Regions from separate parts of the Mus musculus genome. Here region 2 is linked to region 1. The links are chromatin contacts, called in public HiChIP or PLAC-seq maps. All regions are on one chromosome and are shown on one strand. The core of a region is the stretch at or near the end of the contact, and the rest is flanking DNA. Distances in the headings are between cores, read along the strand shown. Region 1 overlaps 1700112H15Rik (RIKEN cDNA 1700112H15 gene). Region 2 has its middle 28 kb from the start of 4930488B22Rik.

The links. HiChIP or PLAC-seq counts read pairs in DNA pulled down with a chosen protein or histone mark.
Region 2: a contact with region 1 is called in an H3K27ac HiChIP or PLAC-seq map of the HPC-7 cell line, with 6 times the contacts expected there. The contact joins two enhancer-like sites. A contact is called at or near these places in 3 of 484 Hi-C or Micro-C datasets (adipose-derived mesenchymal stem cells, liver and nephron progenitors) and 3 of 115 datasets of contacts at active chromatin or transcription factors (the HPC-7 cell line, effector CD8 T cells and pancreatic cancer cells).

What each region holds. Positions count from the first base shown.
Region 1 is chr1:184,534,600-184,538,014 of GRCm38.p6, reverse strand. All of the region lies in intron 2 of 1700112H15Rik (RIKEN cDNA 1700112H15 gene), which reads left to right. Among named protein-coding and RNA genes, the nearest start is that of 1700112H15Rik, 21 kb to the left of the region's middle. Within about 2 kb of position 1,459, at least 58 of the 459 cell types and tissues checked have an H3K27ac peak or open chromatin away from gene starts, as enhancers often do. A contact at or near this core is called in the HPC-7 cell line, where this site is marked.
Region 2 is chr1:184,682,208-184,686,103 of GRCm38.p6, reverse strand. No RefSeq gene overlaps it. Among named protein-coding and RNA genes, the nearest start is that of 4930488B22Rik, 28 kb to the left of the region's middle. Within about 2 kb of position 2,308, at least 28 of the 459 cell types and tissues checked have an H3K27ac peak or open chromatin away from gene starts, as enhancers often do. A contact at or near this core is called in the HPC-7 cell line, where this site is marked.

The sequences.
Region 1 (3,415 bases), core at 210-2,709:
CCACAACCTGTTGCCTCAGATTGCCAAGCTCGGGGCCTGGGCCCTTCTCTTCTATTAGCTTGTGAGGTCAGCTTTACATATTTGTTTGTGTGACATTAATAACACAGTGTCTCATATGCAATAAAGCCATAATAAGTGGGAGTAGGACATTAAAGAAATTTAAGATTTTCTTAAGCAGATTTTAATAAGTGAGTTCAGTTTACCCTTTTGAATTTCTCTCTGTATGTGTGTATATACACACATATGCATATACATATATATACATATATACATATGTACATATATATATATATACATATATATATATATGTACATACATACATGTAAATGTGTGTGTGCCCGTGTGTATTGTATGAGTATGTGGAAATGTCTGTGTGGGTAGGTCAGAGTTCAATTTTTGTATGTCTTCTTCAATTGCTTTCCATCTTGAGAAAGGAGTGTCTTTATTTTATTTTTTAATCTATTCTTTGGAAATTTCATATATTTTTATTATTTTTTTCCTGTCCTCTCATTCTCCCCAGATCAGATCCTAACTCCTCCCAGAACTTTTTGATCCTTTTCTGTAATAAAAGAAAAGAGCCATTAAAAATCATCTTATTTATGCTGGCCAACTCCTCCTGGGTATGAGACCTGACCTGGGATGTGCCTGATACAACCACTGTCACTCCACTGAAGCAAACTGACTTTCCCTCTCCTGTCAGCAGTCATTTGTGAATGGGTGGGACTTTACACCTGTGTCCACTCCTTCATGTGAGGATTTTGTCTGGTCTGAGCTTTTGGAGGCCCTGTGTACACTGTCTCAGTCTCCCTCCATAAGCTCACGTGTGCACTCACCTTCCTATGTCTGCACAATGCAGTCTCCTTAAAACCGTCCATCACTTCTGACTCTTATAATCTCCCTGTCCCTCAGACATGGTCTCTAACTCAAGGCTCAGGGCTCCGTGTCACAGGAGACAGAGTACTGTTTACGATAGATGGGCGCCCTTGACTCTCTGGGATTTGCCTGTCTCTGCCTCCCTAGTGGTGGGGTTAGAGATGGCTGGCTGGTCCCTGTGCTTGTGCAACCAAGTACTCTGTCCATTGATCCACCTCCCAAAGCCTCCCCACTTTAATTTTTCATGGATTTTCTCCCCCTTTGTATTAGATAAAATGACATTCTAAGTACTCAGACAACATAGCTGTTCCTGTTCTTATAACTTCTAAATTTCCTTTCCTTGTTATCTCAACTTGGTGTTTGCTTAGTCTGTGGCATCATGAGCACCGTGCTTTCTATTTAAGGTGACATGTGACAATTTCCTTTTTTTTTTTTAGAGGGGAGGAAGGTATGATTTTTGAAACTGCGGTTTGCTGAAGCTGGTGAAATGTATTGGTTTTGTTGACAAATTTCTTGGTCTAAACTGCTGACATTTCTCAGCCTGCTACTAGATTGTGCAACATTATGCAACTTTATGTGGAAATAAATGAGTTTATTAGTGATGAGTGTGTGTTTGCGGCTGCATCTGTGTGTGATAATAGACAACTTTTGTGGGTACTTACAGCAATAATGACACTGCTGTTTTTCAGTTCACCCTTTACCATAAACTATGTCATTATTCACTTCAGTGGGGGCATACAACCTCAAAGAATGTTACGAGAGTGGCTTGTTGAAAAGAAGTAATGGACGGTGGGTCGTTGAGTAAGCCTCTGCTGGCAGGGCTATGTGATAGCTGAGCGCAAGGCTTCTGTCATGTTGGTGGTCTATGATATTTCTGTTTTAAACCATTCATATCTGACACTGCTTTGTCCTTCAGACCAAGGCATTTCCAGTGACTGAATTCAACAGAATATTTTCCAAAGCCTACCTTAACCACTCATGGAGTCAGCTTGTACTTCAAGGAGTGTCTGGGGTAAGGGGCGGTCCCTGCTTCACAGAGTATATAGTCAGACATTAAAGTATGTGAGTGTCTAATTCAACCCAACAAATGTCAGAAACCCTGAAAGATGTAGTAAGCAGAATATTGTTGAGCTGTGCAATGGCTGGAATGGCTGGACTGGGGGTGGGGCGGAGCTAAGGTGAAAAGCATTGTGGGAGATTAGCACTAGACTAGCAAAGGGAAGAATTAGTGGGTATTCAGAAGATTGAACAGTGCGCTTTAGTTGGTGAGGCTCACATAAGAAGTTAAGGAGGAAGGAACAACATGTTGTGGGAAGGCAAGGGAAATGAAACCATAGAATAAGCAGTCCAGCTAAAATCCCCTCACGGGGGATTGGCAATGTCTCAGCTTCACCCAAGAGTTTTACATCAGACCTGAAAGTGTGAAGCAGAATCAGTGGCTGAGTCAGTGGACACTGGTTACATGTTGGTAGACAAAGGTGGGTAGAAACTGGTCTGCATTGAAGATGCTTGGGCCAGTCCGAGATAAGCAGAGTGGTCATTTCAACATGTTTGAAGACATGCTGGACTTCAGGTGAAGTCTAGAACTCAGGGTTCAACCTAGCCTTGTGCAGGGTGGCAGGCCATGTAGACTCTAAAAGGAGCCATAAGACTCAGTCCTTAGGGAAGTCTGCATATACAGCAAGGAAGTTTGGGAAGTTTGCAGCAGGGATTGCTTCTGTGGGTGATGGGGGCTTTGGAGGAGGTGGGAACAGAGGAATCAACACACTGTGATTGTAGAGTGATCGTCCAGTAGGAGGAAGGGTCAGGTGAAGGCGATGGCTGCTAACTGTTAAGAGTCTTTTCATAGGAGAGGCCCCGAGGACTTGATAGGATACCATAATAGAATCGAGAGGAGGGGTGGATACCAGATGTGCTTCTCATGTAAACCTCTGAGGATTCAGGAGCTCTGAATACAGGGAGGAACTGTGAGATGGAGGGAGAGAATAATCACAAGCCCGGTGGCTTTGGTGGCTGAGTTTACAGTGCTCACAGCTCATTTGGGGGTATGATAGTCTGGACTCAAGGGGCCCCTAGAACATCTACAGAAGCCTAGAAGTAGATCTACTTAATACTCGTACTGGCCATTTGAGCTGTCAGTAGACTGGAGACCTCAGCTCTTGTCGTCACACTACCCCTTACCAGTACTCACTGACAAGGGGTTAAACTATGTAACTCCTACTTCTTCCTCCACAGGTGACCATAGAGACGGTGCTGTGAGGATCAATCTAGGGATGGACATAAGAGGCCATGGGACACTCATCTTCTGATGAGTGACACCCCTCTCTTCTTAGCTATTTCCAAGGGCATGGGGATGATGGTAGTAGACTTTGCCCCAGGACCCTTCTCTCTCTGTAAATTCTAACAGAGCAGACACCTTCCAAGCAACAGAGGTGAGTCAATATTTCCTAGGACTTGTGGTTTCACATTGAGTCAACATTATTCTAACACCTTCTAATGCTCTTCATACTGACAGCAGGCAGTAAGTGGCAGACAGTGGGT
Region 2 (3,896 bases), core at 1,059-3,558, 150 kb before region 1:
AGTTCCAGGCTCATCTGTCTACACACACACACACACACACACACAGACACACACACACACACAAAACCTATTTTTAAACTGAAACAATAAAAAAAGCCAAAAACCTTGTGAAAAGGGTCAAATCTGAAATATGAAAAAAAATCCACCTCTGAACTTTTTGGTTTTCTGAGTTTCATTCTCCTTTGGAGCTATCTTTGTCTCTTTAACAGTGTTATAAATTCAAGAGTTTCTGAGAATTTATGGAACTTATGAATTTCAGATGACTTTCCTTTGTTGGGGGTCTGCTGTGTATCCAGGTCTCGAGGAAAAGATCCTGAACTAAGGGAGCAAGGGGTTGGCAGAGGATAGTTGATGCACGGTGAATGTTAAAAAGGAGGAAAAGTACCCAGAAAGGTTAGATAAGAGACTCCAAGGCCAACACTGTCTTCCTTAGTGTTATAATGAGGGCACTTCAGTGATCTGGCTTGAATCTTTTGGAATAGGTCAGCAGCCCCTAGAAGCCACCCACCTTGCTTCAGAAGAGAATTGTATTTGGTTGTTGGTTTTCTTGTCACTCTGGACTACAGATCTTCAAGCCAGGTGTGTGAATCTATAAAGGCACAAGGAAGAGAGATAAAACAGAGGGGAAGCAGGAAGAGGATGGGAAGGAAGCAGGAAGAATGTGGCCTGGAAGTGGGGAGAACTCGGCAGGTTTCAGAGGCACCGTCCCCCCCCCCCCCCCCCCCCCCCGTCATGTGAGCTTTTTCTTGTTACTCCAAATAGCTGGCCTCAGTGGGGCTCTGTGGATATGCCACATCCTCTGTTTATGGCTGTGGAGAAAACCCTGACTAAAACCATTGAAGGAAGGAAGGAAGGAAGGAAGGGAGGGAGGGAGGGAGGGTTTGTTTGGGCTCACGGCTTGAGGAGCAGAGCCTCACGGTTGGAAAGGCATGGTGGCAGATGCTTGAGGCAGCAGAAAAAGAAGGATGCTGCTGCTTAGCTGGCCTTTTTCTTTCTATGCGATCTGGGACTACAGCCCCTTTTGATGGGGTAGTTCTAGATCTTGTCAAGTTGTCAGTGCATATTAAACCTTACAGGAGCGACAAGACATGAAGATAAGTGTAAACAACAACAAAAGCAGAGAATGTCTGTGACCTCAGGAAAGGGAAGGAGAAAAGGTTTGAGTTATAGAGTTTTTTGTTTTGTTTTGTTTTTGTTTGTTTTTTTGTTTATTTTTGGCTGGAGCATGGGGTCGCTGTATCTTGGAATATACAATTGATAATAAGGATGGGCATCTCATGTTTGTCCAACCCACTGCCTGTAGGCTTCATGTGTCCAAGGATAGCTTTGAATGGAACCCAACAGACAATTTTAAACTTACTTAAACCATTATAACATATTTTTGTAATGTATTTGGTAACTCTAGTGTAAGGATCTTTTTTTCTTAAGATTCATTTCATTCACTCACTTACTCACTCACTGACTCAGTCATTCATTGTGTGTGCACACATACACTCGAATGTCTGCTATATGTGTTTGAGTGCCCTTGGACCGGAAGAAGGCATTTCATCCCCTGGAGCTGGAGTTAAAGGAAGCTGTGAGCTGTCTGATGTGAGCAGTAACAACCCAACTTGGGTTCTCTGCAAGAGAAACAAATGCTCTTAACCACTCAGCCCTTTAGTTTCTGATTGTGAGACTTTAGAAAATAGACTTTGTAATAAGAGCATTATGTTACAATGTCAACAGGCTGGAAGCACCAGGTGGGCTGTGGGAAGGACTTTCGGATGAGGCCACTCTGCCCTTGCAAACCTAGTTCAATTCCCCCAGAACATGTGTAAAAGCTGGCTGAGGTGGCTCCCATCTACAACCCACCATCCAGATGGTAGAGACTGGAGTATCTCTGGAGCTCGCTGCTGGTGTGCTTGGGCCTATGGATCCAGGGTTAGTGAGAAGCTATGTTTCAAAGAATGAGGTAGATTGTGTTCAAGGAGGACACTTGACATCAACTCCTGGCTCCACAGATGTGCATGCATGTATGTAGCTGACATCAATCTCTGGCTCCACAGATGAACATGCATGTGTGTGTAGCCCCTAACTGACAGGTGTACATACACAGACACACAAGCAAGACACAGCTCATGGACAGTGAACTCTATTCAGGCTGTGTTTCCTCTCTGTTCCCCTCCACCCGTAGCCTGTCTCCTTTCCCAGGCTCTAGTCCCAGTCTATTATACTCACAGGTGAGTGTTTGAGCACAGGCATACCAGGGCTTTGTCGTGTGGCTAACATGCTCTGGCTTTAGACTGGGGGGAAAAAAGTGTGCCAAGACTCTTCTGAGACATGTGTCAAACTAGCCACACTTCCTAGCAGGAAGTCCAGACCCAGGTCGTGGTTTAGCGCAGGAAGAACATCTGTGATGACAGAAGTTGGGAGGGCAGACAGGTCGCTGGGAAACTGCGCTGGCTACTTAGAAAAAAAGTACAGTGTACCTTTGTCTGTGCAGGAAAGCTCAGTTATCCAAAGTATTTATTTTTAAAATATTTATTTTATTTTAATTTATGTGTGTATATGTGGGCATGTGCACATATGTATGAGTGCTGTTGGAGGCCAGAAGAGGCTGTCAGATCCCTTGGAGCTGGAATTACAGGCGTGGTGAATCACCTGATGGAGGTGCTGGGGAGAGAACGCAGGTCCTAGAAAGACCAGCAAGACTGAAGCGTCTCTTAAGCAACTAAAACGTCTATGGATTCATAGCAACAAGTCTTTGCTTTAGTGTGCCACATGAATTAGTAATCAAGCTTTATAGTTAATTAATTAATTAATTAATTAATTAGAACTCACCATATGTTAGAGGAGGAGCTTGGACTCCTAACTCTCTACCTTCATCTCTCTTGACTTCTGGGGTTATAGGTATGTGTCACCGTGCTCAGTCTTACGTGGTACATGCTGGGAAGATAGTCTAACAACTGAGATAAATCTCCAGCTCTTTATTTATAATAAAACTTCTAGATATTTTGAGGTATCTAGAATATCCAGCCACGTAATCTGGGTTGACTTCAAACTTGCAATCACTACACCTGGTGTAGATGTGACCTTGTGTGTGTGTGTGTGTGTGTGTGTGTTTTTAGAACATGATTTTAATATTTCCAACTGTTAATATTCAACAAACAGAATAATTTTTTAAAGATATATTTTGCTGTTATGTCTCCGTTTTCATTTCTGATTTTATTAATTTGGATACTGTCCTTGTGCTCTCTGGTTAGTCTGGCTAAGGGTTTCTCTATCTTGTTAATTTTCTCAAAGAACCAGCTCCTGGTTTGATTGATTCTTTGTATAGTTCTTTTTGTTTCTATTTGGTTGATTTCAGCCCTGAGTTTGATTATTTTCTGCCATCTACTCCTCTTGGGTGTATTTGCTTCTTTTTGTTCTAGAGCTTTCAGGTGTGCTGTCAAGCTGCTAGTGTATGCTCTCTCCAGTTTCTTTTTGGAGGCACTCAGAGCTATGAGTTTTCCTCTTAGGACTGCCTTCATTGTGTCCCATAAGTTTGGGTATGTTGTGGCTTCATTTTCATTAAACTCTGAAAAGTTTTTAGTTTCTTTCTTTATTTCTTCCTTGACCAAGTTATCATTGAGTAGAGCATTGCTTAGCTTTCATGTGTATGTGTGCTTTCTATTGTTTTTGTTGGAATTTAAGACCAGCCTTAGTCTGTGGTGATCTGATAGGGTGCATGGGATTATTTCAATCTTCTTGTATCTATTGAGGCCTGTTTGTGACCAATTAAATGCTCAATTTTGGAGAAGGTACAATGAGGTGCTGAAAGAAGGCATATTCTTTTCCTTTCATATGAAATGTTCTATAAATATTTGTTAGATCCATTTGGTTCATAACTTCTGTTAGTTTCACTGTGTCTCTGTTTA